Regions from separate parts of the Rattus norvegicus genome. Here region 2 is linked to region 1. Evidence: chromatin contacts called from public Hi-C data. All regions are on one chromosome and are shown on one strand. The core of a region is the stretch at or near the end of the contact, and the rest is flanking DNA. Distances in the headings are between cores, read along the strand shown.

The links. Hi-C and Micro-C count contacts between places; a contact is called where the count stands out from the background.
Region 2: a Hi-C map of liver shows a contact between it and region 1, with 2.1 times the contacts expected there. The contact joins the promoter of Mgst1 here to the promoter of Dera in region 1.

The regions. Positions count from the first base shown.
Region 1 is chr4:172,390,181-172,397,602 of GRCr8, forward strand. Dera (deoxyribose-phosphate aldolase) reads left to right here and starts at 4,791. Exons shown (of 9, transcript NM_001399006.1): 1 at 4,791-4,895. The coding sequence starts at 4,865. It overlaps LOC103692250 (a long non-coding RNA gene), which reads left to right and starts at 5,858. Exons shown (of 3, transcript XR_010066295.1): 1 at 5,858-7,422. It overlaps Strap (serine/threonine kinase receptor associated protein), which reads left to right. Exons shown (of 10, transcript NM_001011969.1): 10 at 858-1,393. The coding sequence ends at 919.
Region 2 is chr4:172,757,165-172,764,387 of GRCr8, forward strand. Mgst1 (microsomal glutathione S-transferase 1) reads left to right here and starts at 3,766. Exons shown (of 4, transcript NM_134349.3): 1 at 3,766-3,805.

The sequences.
Region 1 (7,422 bases), core at 3,541-6,040:
GACCGCAGGACGGACAAGGTGGCTGGTGAGGATGGACAGGAGGGCTCAGCAGAAAACAGAAGAAAGGCAAGGGAAGCAGCGTGAAGGATGTCTCTGTCCAGTCTGAAGAGTCAGGGTGAGATGAGGTGAGAGGCTAGGCCAGCCGGCTCCTGGTTTGCTCTGTTACAACCTTGATCGTTTTATAAACTAGGAGAGTGAAAAACCTTTGATCTGAATGAAGGTCTAGATGTAAAATTAGGAAATTGTCTTGATGTATAGTGTGGAGAAAGAGTTAGACTAGGGACAATAGATTCAAGGTTAGTAGCCACAGGACAGACACCAAGAACAGAAGGAAGGTGGGCTTGTCTTAGATGCATAATGGCTAGATTGGAAGATTGGTCATTACTTGTCTTGTAACTTGGGGCGGTAAGAAGAGTTGACCGCAGATTCTGAGGCTAACCCCCGCTTTGGATGCTATTAGAGCCTGCCCCCAGAAGCAGTGCTTAATGGTTATGATTTTAATTACATGCCCTTGATACTAGGAATTGATTACTAAAGGAAAGGACAGGACCCACAAAGGCATGCTTTTAATTAGATGCTGACTGGATAGTTGGAGTCAGCCGAAGTTTATCCCGAAAGGACAGGGATTGGGGTTGGACAAGGATGTGAAGACCAAGAACGGGTGACTGTGTCTAAGCTCTGCCCAGGGGTTTGGTGGCCGGAGTCCTGGGGTAGTGTGATGTTCAGTAGCATTTCTATTTTCTCATTCTCGCCACAGCATGCTTGAAAAGACCCTTCTATTTATCCCTCCTTGTACAGAAGTGTAGATTTCCTTCTTCCTTTATTAAATCTGCTATGGCTTTGTCTTTTAAATGCAGAAGAGATTGCTTCAGAGAATTCAGATTCCATCTATTCGTCAACTCCTGAAGTGAAGGCCTGAGCAGCGTCAGACGTGTGCCGCAGATGCCATGCAGTTGATGGACTGAACAAGCAGAGACCGGCATCGGCCTTCAGTTACTCTGCCTGTGGCAAAGGGGACAGACTGTTGGGGCATGGATTGCTCCAGTGCACGAACCACTACAGTGTTGCCTGTGAGGGAACTGGCTGAGCGTGCGGTGCAGGCAGGAGGAGTCTGTTCACCTAGTGCCTGCCAAAGCCTGCTGCCGTGATGAAAAGCCAACTTAGTGTCCACTTTACCCCAGATCTCCTGTAGCTGTTTCTGTCATGGAGAAGAAAAATATATTGGCCTATTTTTCTGACATTTCCCTTGAAGAATGCCTTTTTTTCTCTGCTTAGTTGTGAAGAAGAGGAAATACATGATAAAGTAACTGGTTTGATCTCTTTCATTGTACACTGACGGCTTCTGGACATCTAATTTTTTAGTTATCTAAATAAAATGCCTCTAAAACAATAATTTTCTGTTTCTTTGGGAAATTCTGACATGCTTGAATATTAAAACTAAATATTCAGAGTTTTCTGTATCATCCACAGCCAGCAGTGGCAAAAGACAGTTTAGTTAGAGCCTGAACTAAACATTTCCTAATTTTGAAATTCAATTATTTAAACTTGAAACTTTCCTATCTTTTGCTAGGTGTTCATTTATCTTCCGGAAGGGTAGAATTGCTTTTCTTGTTTAAACATGCATGTTAGTTACTAAAAAGAAAAGCAATTAGGAAGACAGGTAAATAAGCGGAAGTCCCAGTTGTTCTGAAAACCGCTGTCCGCAGTCAGACATCTGCTTGGTTGTACAAATACCCACATGACTGTGAAACTGGGTTAATCATTAATTTGAAGTAGTTTATGATGTATCAGACTTTATCACATTGAAATTTGGGTCATTCAAAAAGTCAACCTTTAATACATTGGATCAGTTGAATAAATTTGTAGTTTATTATTTTATAATATGAAGAGATTAAATTAGTAATTTGGAAATAAAGATGAACAGCTTGCATTAATTTGCTTTCTTCTAATTTGTCTTTTGAGTGACCTTTAATACTTTGATTAGAAAAAAGCTTTGGCTGGTTTGTGACAACCAGAAGGCGGCACTACAAGCAGCGGCTGGGGAGCCAGGGGGACGCCTGTCACAGACGCTGATGAGCCTCAGGCAGTGGTGTTCCTGTGTCCATGTTTAACATGCTTGGTTCTCTGCTCTGTAGCAGTACTGTTAATGTATCAAGATTAGACTGAGAGTCTGACCCTAAATAAAGTTGAATGCATCTTTTATAATGGAAGTTGCTTGAGTTCATGAAATTAATAAAATAAGGGCATTTCTTTTTGTGCCATTGGTTTCCTGTTGCTGCAGCAAGTTCGTAGCCCGAGCCAGCATGCTTACTAAGGGACTGCAATGTCCCGAGGCTGAAACAAGTCTCACTTGAATAAGGTCCAGGTGCTGGCAAAGCTGCATTCTGTCTGGAGTCACCAGGAAAAGCTTTGCCCTCAGCTGCTAGAAGTCATCGTGGCACTCGCCTTCCCTCAGCTAAACCTGCTTCTCAAGCTTCTTTAGTGACTGTCGCTACCTTAAATCCAGGTGCTCAAATGAAAAGGCCTGGATGACCCTACATGCCTGTTCGAGTCCTACATCTGGCTGTGCTTATCCTGGGAGCTCTCCTAGATCTGTTCAGGGCTTCTCTTCTGTTACTTCCTCCTCAGGCTGCCCACGGTTCTTGGATGTTGCAGTCTACTACACCCTGCCTTTGCCTGGTTCTCAGCCTTGCAGTCTGCATTGTAGGAAAGGCTTTAGAATTTGAATCTTAAGGAGGTTGGGTCACTTGGTTTGGGTGCTGGTATTTAATCCCTTGATAGTGTGCCAGTTTTCTCATAGCCTGTTGAAACTTTCATTGGGGCTGAAGCTTCCAAGTAAAAAAGCGCGGACTGGAGACTCAGCCTAGTCAGTAAAGGGTGTGCTGTGCGGGTGTGAACATCTGAGTTTGCTTCCCCAGCAGCCACGTACAAAGTTGGACATGCTACTACATACATGTACACTTCTGAAATCCCCGGGCCATAGGTGATAGCTACATATTACAAGATTGCTTGGTCATCGTGGCCAGGGCAAATCTGTAGGTTTTTGTGTTGAGATGTGAATATTTTGGCTATGCATGATGTTGGTGTTCTTGGTGGTCTAGTGGGTTTCAGATAAACTCCAGGCTTGTAGTGCCTGCTCTTAAGTTTTGCAGGGTAAGTGAAAATAACAATGGTATTGTGAAAATGATCTAGACACATCCAGAATACTTAGAAGTAGTTGCGTATGGGCTAGACTACATGGTAGCTCTGTGGGGGAAATAAACTGGCTTCTATCTAGATAAGTAATTGTGTATCTGACACTACCTTTAATAGCTTCCATTTATCATGTCCTCACATATTTATGAACCATGCAACTTTGCATGCAAACCTATTTTGATCACCTAGTTTTGCAGTAAGTAGACTATAATGTCCTAGAACCTTCTAGTCATTGTGTAGAATTGAAATATGAATGGTTCGAGTTCATTAGAGCCCTCTCTACCAGATTGCTGCTCAATTCTCAAAGTTTGGGTCTCTGGGTATATGTACATCTCTGGCAGGACTTTCTGGGATGAAAATGCTTTCATACATCTGAAAACACTAGAGCAATTGATTCATTAGACAAGCTGGTAGCTCAGACTTTGAGCTCAGCAAAGTTCCATGTGCATATAGATACAATGGCTAGTGCCCTGTGCTGTGAACCTAGAGTAATTCAGAGAAACCAGGCTGAAAAAAAAATCAGAATCACAGAATCTCAACTTTAGAAAGCCAAGAAATTGGCTGGATCCTCTCTTCAGATAAGGAAAATGAAGTTCACAAAGGCCAGTGATGTGTCCTAGGTTACATATTCAATTATTCATAGAACTAAGTTAAAAACATCTTTTCAGAAGTTGAGAGTGCTTGTACTCCTTAAGACTTCAGTATGGTTCCCAGCTTATAACTAAACGTGGTCCAGAGGGTCCTGTTCTGGCCTCTGCAGGTACCTGTACACATGTGCTGTCCATACATACATACGTGTGTATACACAAAGATGAAAATAACATGTTTTTTAAATGGAAGAAACCAAGCCTTCTACTGCATGTGGCATCCGCCTGTAATCCCAGCAGTGGGGAATCTGGGCAGGAGATTTAACAAAGCAGTCTCTGGGCCAGTCGTATTTACAGAGCGAAATTTCTGTCTAAAAACAAAACGAAAGGGCTGGAGAGATGGCTCAGCTGATGAGAGCACTGATTGTTCTTCCAGAGATCCTGAGTTCAACTCCCAGCAAACACATGGTGGCTCAACAACCATCTGTAATGGGATCCGATGCCGCCTTCTGGTGTGTCGGAGGACAGCAACAGTGTATTCACATGCATAAATTAAATCTTAAAAAAAAAAACAAACCAAAAACGAGAAACCAGGTCTTCCAAGCTTATGTTCTAGCTGCTCTTTCATCGAGCCCAGACTAGAAATCACAGCGTGTTCTAGGTCCTAGAGTACCTTGGCTGTCACCTGAGGGCTCCGGAACACTGCCCACCATTCGGGTCCAAGGCTGCAGTGCTCTGCCCATGCAAGAAGGAATCCAGTCCTGCCACTCACATGATCCTACAGCTAAAGTTCCTAAGACTCACTCTGTCTAGCTCAATTGGCAATGTAAGCATAATGGAGCTGGGGCGTGCTCAAGTCATGTGCCTGATCCGGAAGGACAGGGAACAGGTAATGTCCGGGTTGGGAGCCAAGGCCAAGAGCTAGCTCAGAGACAGGACTAAAGGGGCGTGGTTCTAGAGGGCGTGGCTTGTGAGGGGCAGAAGGGGCGTGGCTCAGGGCGGGCATTTGGCAGGAAGGAGGAAGACCAGGCCTGTGTGGCGCCCTACCCTGGTGCAAGAGTTACCTTTCAGCTGTGGCCGCAATGGCTGCTCACTGCCGGGGCACAGAGCTCGGTAAGGGCCGGCGGGTTACGCTCCTCTTCGCCAGGTTGGGGGTGTGGGTGCCCAGGGCGGTCCCCGGAGAGCGGAGTCGTGAACTGAGGCAGAACCCCGGGACAGCCCTGCCTTGCTGTCTTTGCAGTTTTTCCCTTTAAGCGGAAGCAAGGAAGGATTCATTAGATCTTTCCACTTTAAGCTCTGTGGTCGCAGAAAACAAACCCCTGCGAAAAACCTGAGGGAGTATTTGTGCCATTTACAGCCGGATTCACGTAGCCATTCCCAAAATTGACTGCGCTGGTGGAAGAGTGGTCATGGCCTTCCGCTAAAAGTGATTTTAGACCCTTACACAAAATGTCCTTTTTAAAACTATTTTTCATCTTATTGATGCTAGTTCAGATATTTCTGGGGGAAAAAAGTCTGTAATTCAAACGTGGCAAAAAACGTGACTGAGCCAAATGTCAACGATTTAACTTTGTATGATAGTTTGCTTCATATCCTGGACCCTCTTAGTCGTGCGATTTGGGGTAAATTACTCACTTTGTGCTTACGTGCCGGCATCTGTAAAGTAGTTATTAGGAAGCTACTTCTGTCTGAAGGTGGTTTGGATAGTGTGAGGACAGGATACTCAGAGCTTCCAGTGGATTTCTCTGCATTTACTGCTGATAAGCAACGATAAAAATTGGGTAAAGTTCTCTTCTTAGGGGCTGATTTTGCGTAGTTATAACACATGGTTACTCTTTTCTCTTCAAAAGGGACTTGCTCCACGAATAATCAGTCTAGACTTTAAAGACGTTTAGAATTGCATGCTCGACAGGTAGCTTCTGTACCAGGTTCACCTCAATGAACTCCTTCCAACAGACGGTGGCTTACACTTTATCCCTTAAACGTTAGCTGCGATCCAGCGTACCCTGGATTGGAAGAGTGAAGATGGGGGCTAAAGGTTGAGGCTGAGGTGTGTCTGCATCTTTGTACAATGTCTCTCTTTTAAAAGTTTCACAGTTGCCTTTCGGGTGATGCAATTAAAGCGTTTTTACTTTGCTGTTGCACATACCTGTAACTCCAGCATCCGGCGTGAGCAGGCCGGCCTGGACTACATCGGAAGAACTTCTCTCAAAAAAAACCCAAAAAACAAAAAACAAAAAAAAAACCCAAAAAACTACCAAAACCCCACCTTTCGTGTGTCTCAAAATAACAGTGTAGAAATTAAGAGTTGCTATTTAGAATAGTAGTAAATGTGTGCTCACGCCTCCAACAAAAGCGGATACTTTTTACCATTCTTGTTAAAATCAGGTGGAGCGCAAGAGTCCTTATCAGCTGGGAACGGCTCGAATCTAAACTGCTAAAGTAAATCACGTGAATTATATATGTACTATGAAAAAAACTCTTCTGTCTTAATTTCAACACGGCCTCAATTGATGGTTTTTGAGTTTTTTTGTTGATTAAAAACATCTTAATGTTTTTTATGAACGCTACCTTTTAAAAAGAAATTAGTTTTATTTAAACACATTCATATTAAATTTTTTTAGCAAAATGCAGTTATCACCAGGTGGATTGTAGACTTCATTAGTCATTGTCATTTATAATTTTTTCTATTTTACTTTTAAGTGTGAGTTTTGTCTATACATGTCTCTTTACCATGTACATGCAATGCCTGTTGAGGCCAGAAGAGGGCATCCAATCCCCTGGGATTGGAGTTTCTGATGGTGTATGGCTGCCCGGTGAGAGTTGAACTCAGGTCCTCTCAGAGCTCTTGACTGCTGAGACATATCTCTTCAGCCTTTAATCCAGATTTTAAAAATCGAATTTACTTGTCTACTTTGTGTGTGTGTGTGTGTGTGTGTATGTATGTGTGTGTATGTATGTGTGTGTGTATGTGTGTGTATGTATGTGTGTGTATGTGTGTGTATGTATGTGTGTGTGTGTGTGTATGTGTGTGTGTGTGTGTGTGTGTGTGTGTGTGTGTGCGTGCGCAGAGAGATCAGAGGGCAGCTTTCACAGTTGCCTCACCTTCCACTTTTGCCATCCAGGATTGAAATTCAGGATGTCCAGTGCAGCAGTAAGTGTCTGCCCACTGAGCCATCTGGCTGGTCCTGAACTTGCCTTTCAGGGCGAGAACACTGCAAGGAAAGTTTCTTCCCAGCAGGGCATGTGTAAAAGAGGTTTCCAGATAGGGATGCTCTGGTTGTAAATGGAGGTCCAGCCGTCTGGGTCTGGGTGGTTCTGGGGCACACTCAGGGAACTGCCATGCTGATTAATCCTTCCAGGCTGTGTCAACATGTTCTAGACTTTTCTGACTTTTCCTTACAACGTAGGTGCCTGTGAACATGTTTTTCCCTTAGTTCCCCATGTAACCTATATGGACGAAGGCCCTCACAGGAGGAACAGAGGAACACATCTTGAACTATTTACCGTTTGGGGGAACCTGTCTGTGCAGCTGGGACCTGTGTGTGGACAGGAGCTGTGAGGGCCATGCCTTCCTAGGTTCCAGTGCCAGTCAGAGGCCGTTTGATAACTTCTGTTTTCGGTGGTGGACAGTGGTTTT
Region 2 (7,223 bases), core at 2,516-5,015, 370 kb after region 1:
CACGCCACACACACACACATACCACACACACACACCACACACAACACACCACACACACACATACCACACACACACCACACACCACACACACACATATACACCACACACACCACACACACACACACATACCACACACACACAACACACACACATATACACCACACACACACACACCACACACACACACACACACATACCACACACACACCACACACACACATATACACCACACACACACACCACACATACCACACACACACCACATACCACACAAACACACACACACATTTCTCCTTATTTCCATTCTCCAATACATACACACACCACACACACACTACACACACATACACACACACATCCCCCCAATACATACACACCACACACATACTACACACACACACACACACACACATACACACCACACAACAAACACACAGGCACACACCACAACACACACACACACAAACACACACACACACACACATCTCTCATAGTCTTGTCTGATGAGACCACACCAGGCAGAATCAATTAGAACATTGTTAAATTCTACAGAAGGCTTAGAATGGACTTGCTTTAAGTTTGGAACCAAACACCCTACTTGGTGTTCTGCAATGAGTTACAGAGAGTTTTACAGTCTTAAAGCAAGACCAACAGTCTTAGCTTTGTACCTCAGACTACCGCAGGCATCGAGGCAGCCTGCTAACACTCCAGTTGATGTCAGGCAGATCTAGCTCTTTGGAGGCACCTGTAGAAACGTTTGGGAGAATAAGTCAACTGATGGATTTTGATTTTTATATTCCTGGTGACTAGCGACATGAAGTGCTTTTTAATGCACATTTTAGCCAGGTATATCTTTTCTCTGGTGAAGTGTCTGTTCAAATGTTTTGCTAATTTCCTGTTTAAGTAGTATGTTTTTGTTTATTGATAATTGTCATGAGCTTTATTTTGCATGCACTTTCTTTGTCAAATTGAAAGTGTTTTCTGTGGCTGCTCACATGACCTCTCCTGATGAGCACATTGTAATTTTCATAAAACCTAATGATCACTGTTTATGACCTTTTGCAGTTTTAGGTGTGAAGGAAGCTTTCTGGGTCCTGTGCATAGCATGTTTGCCTGTACAACATTATGAAGTCAACTTGTGGGGTTTTAAAGACAGTTTATAAGTATTATGATACATTTGTGTTTAATCGTCTCTGTGGTGTGAGGTATTTGCTTTCCAAATGGCTATTCAGTCTGTGCCACTTCTCCACTTTGTCCAGATTTCTCGTTTCTCCACGAAATTGCTTCAGTGTGGGGCATTTGTTAAAAATCAATCATCCAAATACTGTGGTTTGATGTCTGGACTCTGGTCTGTTCCTTTGACCCGTTTATCCATCCTCATGCTCTCCCATGTTCTCTTGTCTGGTTTCAGTTTGCTCTTGGTGGACACTTTTCCCTTCTTGTGGGTCTTTTTTTTTTTTTTTTTTTTTGGAGCTGGGGACCGAACCCAGGACCTTGTGCTTGTTAGGCAAGCACTCTACCACTGAGCTAAATCCCCAACCCCTCTTGTGGGTCTTATAAATCAGATTGAATATCAGTGTTCATACATTAACCAGGAACAACGACAATAACAACAACAACAATAACAAAAACAAACAAAAAAACAGCCTTTAAATGGCTTTTGGCATATAAAGTATACTGTAGACTGGCGGCATGGCTCAGTGGTAGAACATCTACCTAGCATGCACAAAGCCGTGGGTCTGATCCTCAGTACTGCCTAATGAGCACATTCTAATTCTATAGAATCGTTTGCACATTTAGACTGCTGCTTGCACTCATCATGAACTTTGGTGCCCTCAAGCTTAAAGGCACGTTTCATACTTGTTTACTCAAATCTCCAGGTGCACCTTCTTACAAGCTAATAATAATCCTTATCTTCTTCAGTCATCTAGAGTGCACCAGGGATTCGAGAGGAAGAAAAGATCCACGTGGGTCCTCACAGGGACCCCCAAAGCTATAGCATGAAACTCCTTTAAAATTTACCATCAAACCAAATTAAAATGTTTGCTGAATTAAATCTATTACAAGCAAATATTATACTAGAGAAAGCAACAGATCTATGTGTAGCCTTTCTGTTATATATACATACATAAAATCACATTTACCAGATGGCCAATAATTATTAGGGCATTATAGCACAAACCCTGTATGTACTGATTCACTAGCTGATAGTTTGGACACATTTCAATGAGATCATTAGATGACTCGGATGGTCTTCGTAAAAGTGTGCTCTGGTCTTTCCACTGGCTTTCTGAAGACAAGAGTTAAGAATTCTTCTGCACCCTTCTTTGTGATCTTGCCTTTAGGATTTGTGTTGTCTTCCTTGGCATAAATGAAGCGCTCTTTAAGCCTTTGCTGTACTAACCGTCCTCAAAAGAATTCAAAATGGCGGCACTTCCTCTCACGCTCTGCTCCATTTCAGTCAGGGTTCCTGCACGGCCCCAGAGACGGAGAGGTGACTGAACAATATTTTCAAGTGTAATGAAAAGTTCAGCCAGTCTTTCTAGATGGTCTACCAATCACACCTCTGAAGAAAGCATCTTCAGGACTGACTAACTTCAGCTTCGGACAGCAAGCTGCTCTTTAATTCCTTTTAGTTTTGGAAGGGATATAAAATCTTGTCTATTAAATCTTGAAAGTCAAAATCAGAGTGGATCCTGGGGAGCAAATCTTAGTACTTGGGGTCAGAGACAGGAATGTTCATAAGTTTATGTCCAAGTTCTAGCAAGTGCTAAGTAACAACATCCTCTCTAAAACAAACACAGAAAACCTAGCAGAAGAGGCACACAGACAAAAATCTGAAAGTTAAGTGGTACATATTGAAGGAGGAGGAGGAGGAGGAGGAGGAGGAGGAGGAGGAGGAGGAGGAGGAGGAGGAGGAGATAAAAGACGAAGGAAAGTGTAAACGAAAGGAAGAAAGACAGACAGAAAGACAGAAAGACAGAAAGACAGAAAGACAGAAAGACAGAAAGACAGAAAGACAGAAAGACAGAAAGACAGAAAGACAGAAAGAAAGAAAGAAAGAAAGAAAGAAAGAAAGAAAGAAAGAAAGACTCCCAGAGCAATGTGGGGCACAGTGTAAACTGGTAAAGATCTTGAGTGAAGCAATGCAGATGGGAACCTATCACCCTTAGAACTTGCCAGGAAAGCCCTCAGAACTGGTGCTCAGCCGTTACTGAACGGCTGTGTGCAATAGCTTTGATGTTGCCCCAAGGGACCCTGCCCTCTTGCAACACTTTTCTAAGTCACTGTGAAAACCACACAACACAACGTTAATTGTTAATTGCCTAACAGACTCAGAATTTCTCTGGTTTCACTTTGCACCCTGAAGGTAGTTACAGCAATAGAGCTCCTCCCGGGAGATTTAAATTTTCTTAAAGCATTTTTTTTTTTTTTTTTTAGGTTTTCCGAATTCAACACTAAGGTGTTTTGTTTCCAGCAACATAAAATTTAGCAACTCCTTCCTTGCTCTCCTTCTCCAGAGCAGGAACAGAACTGCCTAGATCCTTAGAGAAAGACCCTCACCAGCCACAGAGCAGCATCTGGGATTCCTAGAGTAGGTGGGTGGCTGCAGTGGCTGAGCCGGTGATTCAGGGGCGGGGCTTGGTAAACTCAGGAGGCGGGGCTTGGCGAGCTCAGGAGGCGGGGTAATTAATAAAAAATTAGCCTGAAAGAGGGTGGTGCCAGCGCGGGTCCTCTTGGTGAAAAGTCCCAGAGGTGGGCAGGCTCCGCAGGACAGCTAGCAGCGCTTCCTCCTGGGATTCAGGTGGGTGCAAGACAAGGGGTTCTGCATGGCCACGGTGCTGCTCCCAGTCTAGGAGTGGGTGTTGGGTGCAAGGGGCCAGTGGGTGGCAGGTGTAAGGCTAGAGAGTGACTGTGTCTGTCTGAAAAGCCTTTGTTCCCTTTAGCTGTTTAAATGTCCTCCCCCGCACCGCCCCATTTTTGTGGCCTGCTCTAAAAGAGAATTATGCCTTTCTGTTCTGGCATTAAATTTTTTCTTTCTGCAACTCTGAGAAGAAACTTGGGAGCACGTGTCTTTTCATGTTTAAGAGATGGTTTTCTTATTTTCAAGCCCAAAGTAGCATTCCCTTTGAAAGGGTCTCTTGATCTTGAGGGGAGGAAAAAAAAACGCATGCAAGTTGTATCAAGATGAGAAGCCACTGAGGTTTCAGCAACTTCTGTCCATTCCTAGGGGGATAAAACCCTACAGTGTCCCTGGTGACTCGGACATGCAGGCCTTTCAGCTTGTTGAAAGGCTGTTTGCTTTTCTAGATTCTCCTTTGGTAGGCAAGAGAAATCTCTAGAAGCCTTTAAAATAATACTTTTGATGTCACAGGACTTAAAGATTGAGGAGTGCATGCTTCGGTGTGACTGTAGTCAGTTAACCAAAAGTGCTGATGGTGCAACCCTTGGGAGGCTGCTTCCGGGAGCCGCCCTCCCCTGTGTCCGCCATAATCTGGCTGCAGCGAGAATCTGTGCCTGGGAATCTGATCATGCATATATTTCTTTTTTTCCCCCCTCTGTTGCATCCTTCTTTTCTGTGATCACAATAAATGTGTTTGCTGTTTTCAGTCGGTTCAAAATTGAAGAGTCATGGCCTTGTGGCTTCGTGCCCAGACTCTCGGTGTTTCACAATAGTGTGCAGAGAGGGCACATGGTTTTGAGAAGAAAAGAACTTTGCTTTTCTTGGCCGAGGGCCCATGAGGAGAAAGAGGAGTGTTTCTCAACTGGAGATAGCACTAGGGGAAAAAATAAGGCAACGGGAGTTACGGGAGGAGCTTCCAGGAGATAACAGCGCTGGACAATTCCTGGCATGGAGAGTAGAGAGTTCAGGAATCACAGGTTGAGGACAGGACTCCAGCCTGGTGGGCTCTCCAGTCTCTACTGTGCTTCCTGGGCTTATTCAGACCCTACCCACGCTTCTTTTCTTAAAGTAGAGGGACATCAGTTCTGTGGTGGAGTCTTTCATCCCAAGCTGGCTCCAGTCAACTGGCAGGCATCCCTTTGCTCTCTCCTGACAGCCATCCTGGGTCGATGAAGAGAACCCTGTGTGGCAGTGGCAGTCCTGGGAGAGGACCTAGGGCTTAGAGGGTAGACTAGCAGGCCAGGCAACCCGTAGCTACAAACACTTTGGAAAGCAGAGCCCCACTGTTTTAGGCTCTCGGTGAAAGGTTTAGCCATCAGCATCATGAGACTTGACACTTGTCAGCTTTTGCTGTCTTCAGCTTCTGGCAGAGGTCAGGGAAAGGCAAACTGAGCAAGCGGCAGTTGGGAGTACCGTCTACTGCTGCGTCTTCTGCAGTCTCGAGTTCTGGTCCTCTTAGCCCCACAGCAACAGTGGACAGCTCTAGGGTTGATGACGGTGTCTTCCTCAGCGTTGACAAGGGTTAGTGTTCTAGCCTCTGGCCTTGGACTTGGGAGTCTGGACAGCGGCTCCTGCAAGTGTTTCTGAGTTCAGCGTCTGGAGTTTCTGCCTTTGGTTCTTGCTGTCTTTGTCATGCCTACTCCACATTGGTTCTGCCCCAGTGGCCACAGCTATTGTCCTGCTGCCTTGGGACTCAGTGGTCTCCCTTGGCTTACCAGGCAGGCCGCTGTGCTAATGGTGAACAGCTCACACAGTCAAGAAACCAGGTGTGAAAATGGAGGCTTGTAACCCCAGCACTTGGGAGGCCGCTGTAGGAGTGTAGTGAGTTTGAGGCTAATCCGGCCTCCATCTTAAGACTCCATCTCAAAAGACCACACGCACAATACAGACAATAAAAGGTTATTCAAGAGAAGGCTTTTGATGCTGTCATACCAGGAACCAACACAGAAGGTGCCTCTATATTGGCTTACAAAGTAGTCCAGGAAAGGAATGTTGGCACAGATCACAGCGGGCATTCTTAAATGAAGGGCAGGGCTGTGTTCCCACCCATTGTGGAATAGTCCCCCGTGCAAATGAGAAGCTCCGTTTGCCCCAATCGCAGCAGTCCACGTGCAAAGATAAGACTGTGTTCACCAGCCAGGCTCCCGTTGGGCTCCCCTCTCATCTGCGAAGGTTTTGAGGTTTCCAGAATTCACCCGGCTTGTGGTGACTAAGCATGGCTGGGACAAGGCCTTCCGGAGCCAGAGATGTGCGTTGGTAGCAAGCAGCTGTGGTGCTGTGTTGCTTACTTGATGTGTCCTCAAGTAAAGTCCTCAGATGCAGGTCCTGGGTGACTGACTGATGGTCTTGTGACGCAGGCAACCTGGGAGGTCTACAGCTGCCAGTAGGAATTCAAATCACCCTATCCACCAACACGTTTGCTCACATATGAGAAAATAAATAACAGTGGGGACTTACTAAAGTTAATACTGATGTTAACAGTGTTTATCAGGGTTTCAATATGGTTAACAGCTTAATAGCACTCAAGGGAGAGGTGTGTCCCTCACCTGTCTGACAGGGAGGTCTGGTATAACAAGCCTTTTGAAAATCCTTCTATGATGTCCTTACTGATTAAAACTCTGCCACGGTGAGAGCATCTTTATCAAGAACTCGCCTGGCACCAGTGGTTATTAAAGTGCCTCACAGTCACTTAATGCACACAGAACAATCTTCTGAGGTAGGATTCTCCAGTATCATTGTTTAGGGTGTGGTGGTGCACGCCTGTAATCTAAACTTCAGAGGTTGCGGCAGGATGATCAGGAGGTCAGGGCCAGCAGGGGCTACATTGGAAAACTTGTTTTACAGGTACGGTAGTTCAGTTAGTTTCTGCCTGGTTGGTGGTCTGTTGAAATCTGCTGGAACCCCAGGCTACTTCCAGAATCTGTGTGAACTCAGTATCCCTGTGTTCTTTCAGGGCATAGCCAACTTCACACCGTGGGACTGGGCGTGCTGCCAGTCAGGATCAGGATAGCGGAAGGGATGGGTGATTACAGGAAAATTCATCCTTGTAATTATGTTTCATTTAATTTATGATCAAAGACCTTGATCCCTCGATTTACTAATCTGTCTGTCTATCTATCTATCTATCTACCTACCTATCTATCTATCTATCTATCTATCTATCTATCTATCTATCTATCTACCGACCTACCTACCTTCCACCTCCTGGACCCTTCCCTAGCAGCAAGCTTTCAGTGAGTTTTTCCTCCACAGAGCCTTGGCATTATTCCAGTTTTGATTAGGTGTACCAGGCTCACGACAAAGAGAAAAGATCCAGAAT